2 separate regions of the Sus scrofa genome follow, and region 1 is linked to region 2. The links are chromatin contacts, called in public Hi-C maps. All regions are on one chromosome and are shown on one strand. Each heading gives the region's core, a stretch centred on a gene start, on an enhancer-like site or on the middle of the called end of the contact. The rest is flanking DNA. Distances are from core to core; before and after follow the strand shown. Region 1 has its middle 12 kb from the start of ATOH8. Region 2 has its middle 62 kb from the start of ATOH8.

Region 1 (3,461 bases), core at 632-3,131, 74 kb before region 2:
TTGGGAAAGGTCTGTGAATGCTTTTCCTTACCAATTGTGATAGAGGGAAAATAGAGACCCCGGGGCCTGGACAGATCAGAGTTCAGCCAGAGAAGAAGGGCTGGAGGGGAAAGATCTTGGAACCATCATGGAGGGCAGGAGAACCCCCTGGACTGGCCTTCCAAAGCATAGCTCCTTGAAAGCCCAATCAGATGGAGTTTGATCCAGCAGGTGGAGAGGGTGGCAGAGATGTACATTTTATTACACACCCCAGGTGATTTGAACACAGGTTGTCCTGCTATCGTCTTCTGGAGGACACTGAACCTATTGGCACGAGTGACTTCCTGCTCCAGCAGCCCTGGACTGCTGCGACTAAGCACTTAAACAGCCTCTGCAAAGCTCACCAGGCCCCTCACCCTGGGACCTCATCACTACCGCTGGGTCCCTTTAAGACTCCAGGCCCTTCCCTGTGTGGGCAAGCTGGCACCATGGAGAAGGGACCTGGCCCCTTGGGTCGCAGCATGAGCTGCCTGCCTTTTCTCCCTCTCACAGCTTCCCTAACTGTCCCCACATGCCTAGCTTCTCCTGTGACAGCCCGCTCACTTGTCGAGGATGCTTGACAACCCTTCTTGGGCTCTGCTGGGCTTGGGACCCTACATCCCAGCCCTGGCCCTGAGGTGCCCTGGGTCCTGGATCCCTCTTTCCTCCCAGGTGCCCTCACGGGATCCTCATCCCGATCGGGAGGTTCTCTGCAGCCCCGCTGATCAGCTCGATAGCTCTGCCAGCTTTGTGGTCGGTCGGCCCGCAGTTTGGGGCCCGCTAAGCATCCTCGCTGTCCCCTTTCCCACCCTCTCACTCCACCTGCCTTTCCCTCTGGCCTCACCCATCCCTCCCTTCCTGCTTCACGGTCCTCTCCTGCTGAGATGAGCATCCATATTCCAGGACCGAGTCCATCCTTCCTAGTAACGACCCTCAGTCTCCCCTCTTACCCGGGGACTGACCGCCCAGTTTGGGGTTGACTTTCCAAGTCTGGTCCCCACATGCCCGGCCCTGACTAATGGGTCCTGGCTGAGCGTCCCTGTCCTGACACCTGGCCTTTGCCTGACCCCACGGGTAGGCTTGGGCGCCAGCCTGGGTCCTCCCCCGGCTGGCCTGTCCCCCACTGCCCGAACCTGGGTTATGACATCTTTCCACTGAGCGGCTCTTATTTTAAGAAGGCGAACACGCCGGCACTTGCGCACACACAGCCCTCCTCGCCCTGACGCCTCACGCGCTGGCGTGAAAATCCGGCTGGCCGTGTTTATTTTTTCTTCCTTTAATTTCCCCTTTAGAACAAACACCAGTCCTGTAACACCGACCACCCTCTCCTCTCAGATCCACAGTCTCGCCCCCTCCCCCCGCCACCCCCCTCCCTGCCCTCCCCTCCCAGCTGTGAATGAGAACAGGGTAAGTCTTTTAGCAGGAGGCAGAGGCCTGAATGAATTGATCCTGGCCTCCAAGCCAGCAGGGAAGGAGGGCTTGTGAGCATGTGTGTTTGCTTCTGAGAAACCCTTTGCACACCCGAAGCTCCTCTTTCTCCCCCCGCCGCCGCCCCCACCCCGTGCCTTGGAGCAAACGCCTCCCCCCACCACCCCGGCTCCTTTCACATTTGATTTGAATTCATTTTTGGTCCCATGCATTTTGTTTTCTGTTTTCTACCAGGGAGCCCGAATTGGGGCCTCAGAAAAACAAGGCCGAGCTGCCAACTGGAAATGTTTGCTCTGGGGGCGAGTTCGGAGGCTGGCGTCAGGCGGGGCAAGATCCGTGCCAGTGGAATGTGATTTGGGGGGAAGCTGCAGGTCACTCAATTGCTGGCAGCCTGCCTGGGAGCAACTGAATGCTTTCTGGGCTCTGAGTATGTGTGTGTGTGTGTGCGCGCGCGTGCGTGTGTGGAGACTTTTTCCCCTCATGCAAACAGAGCCCTGGAGACATGGAGACAGAAGCATTAGGAAGAAACTAGACAGGGGTTTGAAAATTAGGGGAACTGGGGGGATTAGGCAGGTGGGGGTGGGAACAGAGTGCTGGGGTCTGTGCGGCCCCTTTATCCAGCAACCGCTGTGTTCTCTGCCTAGAGTCAGGGGGCCCCACAGGAGCACGGGGAGATGAAGGCCAGCCCGGCCCCGGTAACTCATGGGCTCTTTGGAGAAGCAAGGCTGCCAGGACAGAACACAGTTGGGCCAGGCTGGAAGTTTCCCAGAGTCCGTTGCAGGAATGGCCAAGGGTGTTCAGGGAAGGGTAGTGTCTGAGCCCCGAAGCAGCAAGTTTCCCTGCTTATGATGAGGTTACTTCCTAATAAGTCCATCATAAGTTGAAAATACTGTTAAGTCGAAAATGCATTTAAGGAGTTCCCATTGTGGCCAGTGGGTTAAGAAACTGACTAGTATTCATGAGGATGCAGCAGGTTCAATCCCTGGCCTCACTCAGTGGGTTAAGGATCCAGCGTTGCCATGAGCTGTGGTGTAGGTTGCAGACACGTCTCAGATCTGGCATTGCTGTAGCTGTGGCATAGGCCGGTAGCTGCAGCTCTGATTTGACCCCTAGCCTGGGAACTTCCATATACTGCAGGTGCGGCCCTAAAAAGGTAAATAAATAAATAAATGCATTTAAAACAGCTCACCTCCTGGCTATCATAGACTAGCCTAGCTGACCTTGAATGTGCTCAGGACACTTAGGTTAGCCTCTAGTTCTGTGATCATCTAAGATACAGTTTATAATAAGATGTGACGCTCTCATGTAATTGATGGAATACTGGATGGAAAGTGAAAAAGAGAAGTTGTCAGGATACAGAATGGTTGTGAGGTGGTGTGGCTGCCTCAGCCACTGCCGCCCACCCTCTCCAGAGCGTACCTGCCGTGTGTATAGGAAAAGAACGAAATTCGAAACTCCAGGTACAGTTGCTGCTCAGTGTGTATCACTTTTGCACCATCATCGAGTCGAAAAATCTTAAGTTGAACCATTGACAGTCAGGAACCCTCTGTGCCGCACTGAAAGGAAAGAAGAGGTATTCAGGACACTGTTAGTAGCTACCACGTGTCAAGCCTGTGCTGGGCCCTTTACGTGGACGATCCCTTAATCCTCTCGACAACCCACAAGAGCCAGGCATCTTTCCATCCGACACTGCAAACCAGGAAACTGAGGCCCAGAGCAATTAGGGAAGTTGGCTAAGCTCTCAGCTTGTGTGTGGTAAGCTGGGTTCAGCTCAGAGCTGTCCCACGTTCAAGCCTGACTTCTTCCCACCACTGAGGGTCCTTTTCTGCTTTACCAAGTTCCCTGGATAAGGGGCTTTTTTTTTTATTAATATAACTTTTTTTATGGACACACCCATAGTATATGGAAGTTCCCAGGCTAGGTATTATATCCAAGCCACAGCGTGGTTTAAGCAGCCTCAGCAATGCCAGATCCTTTAATCCACTGCCCTGGGCTAGGAATCAAATCCACACCTC
Region 2 (3,272 bases), core at 198-2,697:
CACAGCAGCTTGGGATCCAAGCCGCGTCTGCAACCTACACCACAGCTCATGGCAACGCTGGATCCTTAACCCACTCAGCAAGGCCAGGGATCAAACCCTCAACTTCACGGTTCCTAGTCGGATTCGTTAATCACTGAGCTACGACGGAACTCCAACTTTTTTTTGAGGGGAAATGGAAAAGGAATGCAGTGCTATGGTGTTTCTTCTGTAACTTCCTCGCCACCAGTGGGGGGGGGGGGCGTCCCCGGTAATCAAACACATTAATATTAACATTCATTAATGCACTGTGTGCATAGTCCCAGTGAATGGGATAAACATGGGCTAAAATTGGCAAGTGTCAGTTCAAGTCACCAAATGTGTTCTCTTCAGGTCAGAGGCAGCCCCAAAGATCACACACGTGCAGTAGGACACACTCGTATGGCCAGTTTTTGATTTGGGAATCAGAGCAGGGATGGTGGACGGCAGGCTGAACACCTACCTCCGTGTGCGAAGCCCTGTGTGACCCGGGCTGTGTCCACACAGGCTGCTGTGCTCAGGGTGTGAGCGACCCCTGGAAAGGCCCATGACCAGTCCCTCAAGGGTAAGGGGTCCTAGGGTGTCTCTTCCTGGCCCTGAAACACACTTTTCCCCTTACTGCCTGGTGGTGCATGTGGGGTCACAAACTCTGGAGGAGGGAACACCCCAGGCTGCTCCTCAGATTCCAAGATGCTGGAGCTGGGGGGTGGGGAGCTGGCAGGGTCCTGAGATGGAGCCCCTGCCCTAGCCTTCAGCCCCATTTTACAGATGAAGGAATTGGGGCCCAGCGAGGATGAACCAGTTGTGTGGACTCACACAGCCAGTTAGGGAAGGAGACCGGGTGATTTCAGACAAAAGGCAGAGAGGTGCCAAGGGCAGGTTTCAAAGAGGGGACTAGACTAGGCTCCCACCGCAGGGTGCAGACTTCAGAAAGACGCCTGGGAGCTTCCCTTGTGGCTCAGTGGTAACGAACCAACTATCCATTAGGATGCCGTTCGATCCCTCAGTGGGTTAAGGATCCAGCCTCGGCCTCGCTATGAGCTGCGGTGTAGGTCGGAGTCACAGCTTGGATCTGGCATTGCTATGGCTGTGGCGTAGGCTGGCAGCTATAGCTTCAAATGGACCCCTAGCCTGGGAACTTCCATTTAACCGAGGGTGCGGCCCTGAAAAAAAAAAAAAGAAAGAAAAGAAAAGAAAAAGACTCCTGGGCCAGCCCCCACGCCAGCCACAGGGAGCGCTCACCACCCCCATGAAGAGGTTTCCAGCTCACCATTTCTTCCTCCAGACCAGCCCTCATCTCCCCCCAGCAGGGCGCCCCAGGCTGCGAGAGGGGGGCTGCTGGGCAGCGGCCGGGCGGCCCGGGTGTGGGCGCCCTCTGCCCCCCAGAGCCCCCGCGGGCGCCGCATCTCTGTGTGGGCTGCTTTGACTCCACGCCGGAGCCGAGCTTAGGCAAACCACGCCGCACTGGACGCCATTCAAGCTTTTACAGGCCCTCAAATTGGGGCTGGAGCCGGAGAGGAAATACTAAAATCCTGTGTACACAACTTCTGTCTGTGCGCTCCGGGGCTCTGCGAGAATCAGGCAGGGCGGCGAGGGACACATTTGTACAGTTTTAAGGGCTCCACGCCTATCCCCCTGCTCTGCTTTTATTAACAGGCAGCGCTGATGTGTCGCCTAAAACTGAGACCCCTGCGTGTGGGCGGGGGGTGGGAGGGGGGCGTCTGAAGAATTGGCGAACTGGGGAGGGGGCGGGGAAGTGAACTTTTCTCCTACCTTCAGTTCCCAGGCTGGCAAAGCTGGGTTCAGAATCTCCCCTACCCCCCTCCCCGCCCCGGTCTAGGAAGGACACACTGCATGGCCCTTCCCCCGCCCTGACTCCGGGCAGAAATTTGCAATCTGGGAATAGGACGGCTAAGAGGTCCCTAAAGCCAGGCCCACCCAGGTGGGAGCCTGGGCTCAACCATTTGCAGCTCTGAGGCTGTGGGAAAGGGCCTCCCTTTCCCCATCTGTAAAATGGGTGCGAAATGGTAAGATGATGGTACCTCCAAGGTTCCCTGTGATATTAAAGAGATGATGCAGGAATTCCTGCTGTGGTGCAGTGGGTTAAGAATCTGACTGCAGCAGTTCAGGTTGCTGAGAAGGCACAGGTTCGATCCCTGCCTGGTGCAGTGGGTTAAAGGATCCGGTGTTGCGGCTGCTGTGGCTCGGATTCAATCCCTGGCACGGGAATTTCCAAATGCCATGGGTGCAGCCATAAAAAAAATTAAAGAGATGATGTAGGTAGGGAAACAGCTCAGAGTCTGGCACATCATGTATACTTACCAAATGGCAGCCATTGTTGTTATTTAAATGAGGTAATAGTAATAGCTTCATTGTGAGCCAGGTACTTGCTAAGTGCTACACGCAGTTTAATTTAGTTCAACCTCACAGTGTTTTGGGTGAGAAACTAGAACACCAAGGAACTGAATGGCTTACCTAAGGTCACATAGCTAGTGACTGGCTAGGCTGGGATTTGAACCTTGTCTGCTTTAGAGTCTCAGGTGCTTTGCTGTCAGGTCTGTGTGCCCACAGCATCCTTGGCCTGACACGAAGCGCCACACACTTGGCCCTTGGCCATCTTCCTGGTTTTGTCCCTGCCCTTGAGTGCTCCCAGCGTGGCCACCAGACATCTCCCTGGCTCTGAACCCGTGCTCCCCCTCCGGTGGGAGCCTTGGCTCACCCCTCTCCTAGCGCAAAGCCCCGTCTGCTGTCTATGCCTTAGGTCCCCCAGGGCCACACCCCACCCCAGGCTCACTTCCTCCCTGAGCTCTCTAGCATGCCCTCCCCTCCCCCTGCCACCTTCAGTTCTCCTATCCTCCTGAGCTGGGGTCACCTTGATCTGTGCATGTGTTCATCTTCCTCCTTCCGGTCCCTCATCAAGAACCTCCCCACCCCCAGGTCTGACACAGTCTCTTATGCAGACAGGGTCTCCCATATGAGGGAATTGAATTTTTACTGATAGCAAATCTGGGCTGATTGGTGACATCACATTTATGACTGGCGTGAGGGAAGCAAAAGATGGTCCCAAGCCAGCTTGCTTTAAGGAGGTGGAGGACAGGCATTCCCAGTGTGGTGCAAAGGGATTGGAAGAGTCTTAGGAGCACTGGGATGCAGGTTCGATCCCTGGCCCAGTGGGTTAAGGATCTGGCATCACCTCAGCTGCGGGTTAGGTTGCAACTTTGGCTCAGATCTGATCCCTGGCCTGGGAACTCCATATG

Evidence for each region. A called contact is a pair of places that touch in the nucleus more often than the background predicts.
Region 1: a Hi-C map of adipose tissue shows a contact between it and region 2, with 3 times the contacts expected there. The contact joins two enhancer-like sites. A contact is called at or near these places in 2 of 5 promoter capture datasets (fetal skeletal muscle and liver), 27 of 47 Hi-C or Micro-C datasets (adipocytes, adipose tissue, alveolar macrophages and 16 more) and 2 of 2 datasets of contacts at active chromatin or transcription factors (alveolar macrophages and skeletal muscle).

Annotation. Positions count from the first base shown.
Region 1 is chr3:59,012,186-59,015,646 of Sscrofa11.1, reverse strand. No RefSeq gene overlaps it. Among named protein-coding and RNA genes, the nearest start is that of ATOH8, 12 kb to the right of the region's middle. Within about 2 kb of position 1,881, at least 35 of the 83 cell types and tissues checked have an H3K27ac peak or open chromatin away from gene starts, as enhancers often do. A contact at or near this core is called in adipose tissue, where this site is marked.
Region 2 is chr3:58,938,191-58,941,462 of Sscrofa11.1, reverse strand. No RefSeq gene overlaps it. Among named protein-coding and RNA genes, the nearest start is that of ATOH8, 62 kb to the left of the region's middle. Within about 2 kb of position 1,447, at least 9 of the 83 cell types and tissues checked have an H3K27ac peak or open chromatin away from gene starts, as enhancers often do. A contact at or near this core is called in adipose tissue, where this site is marked.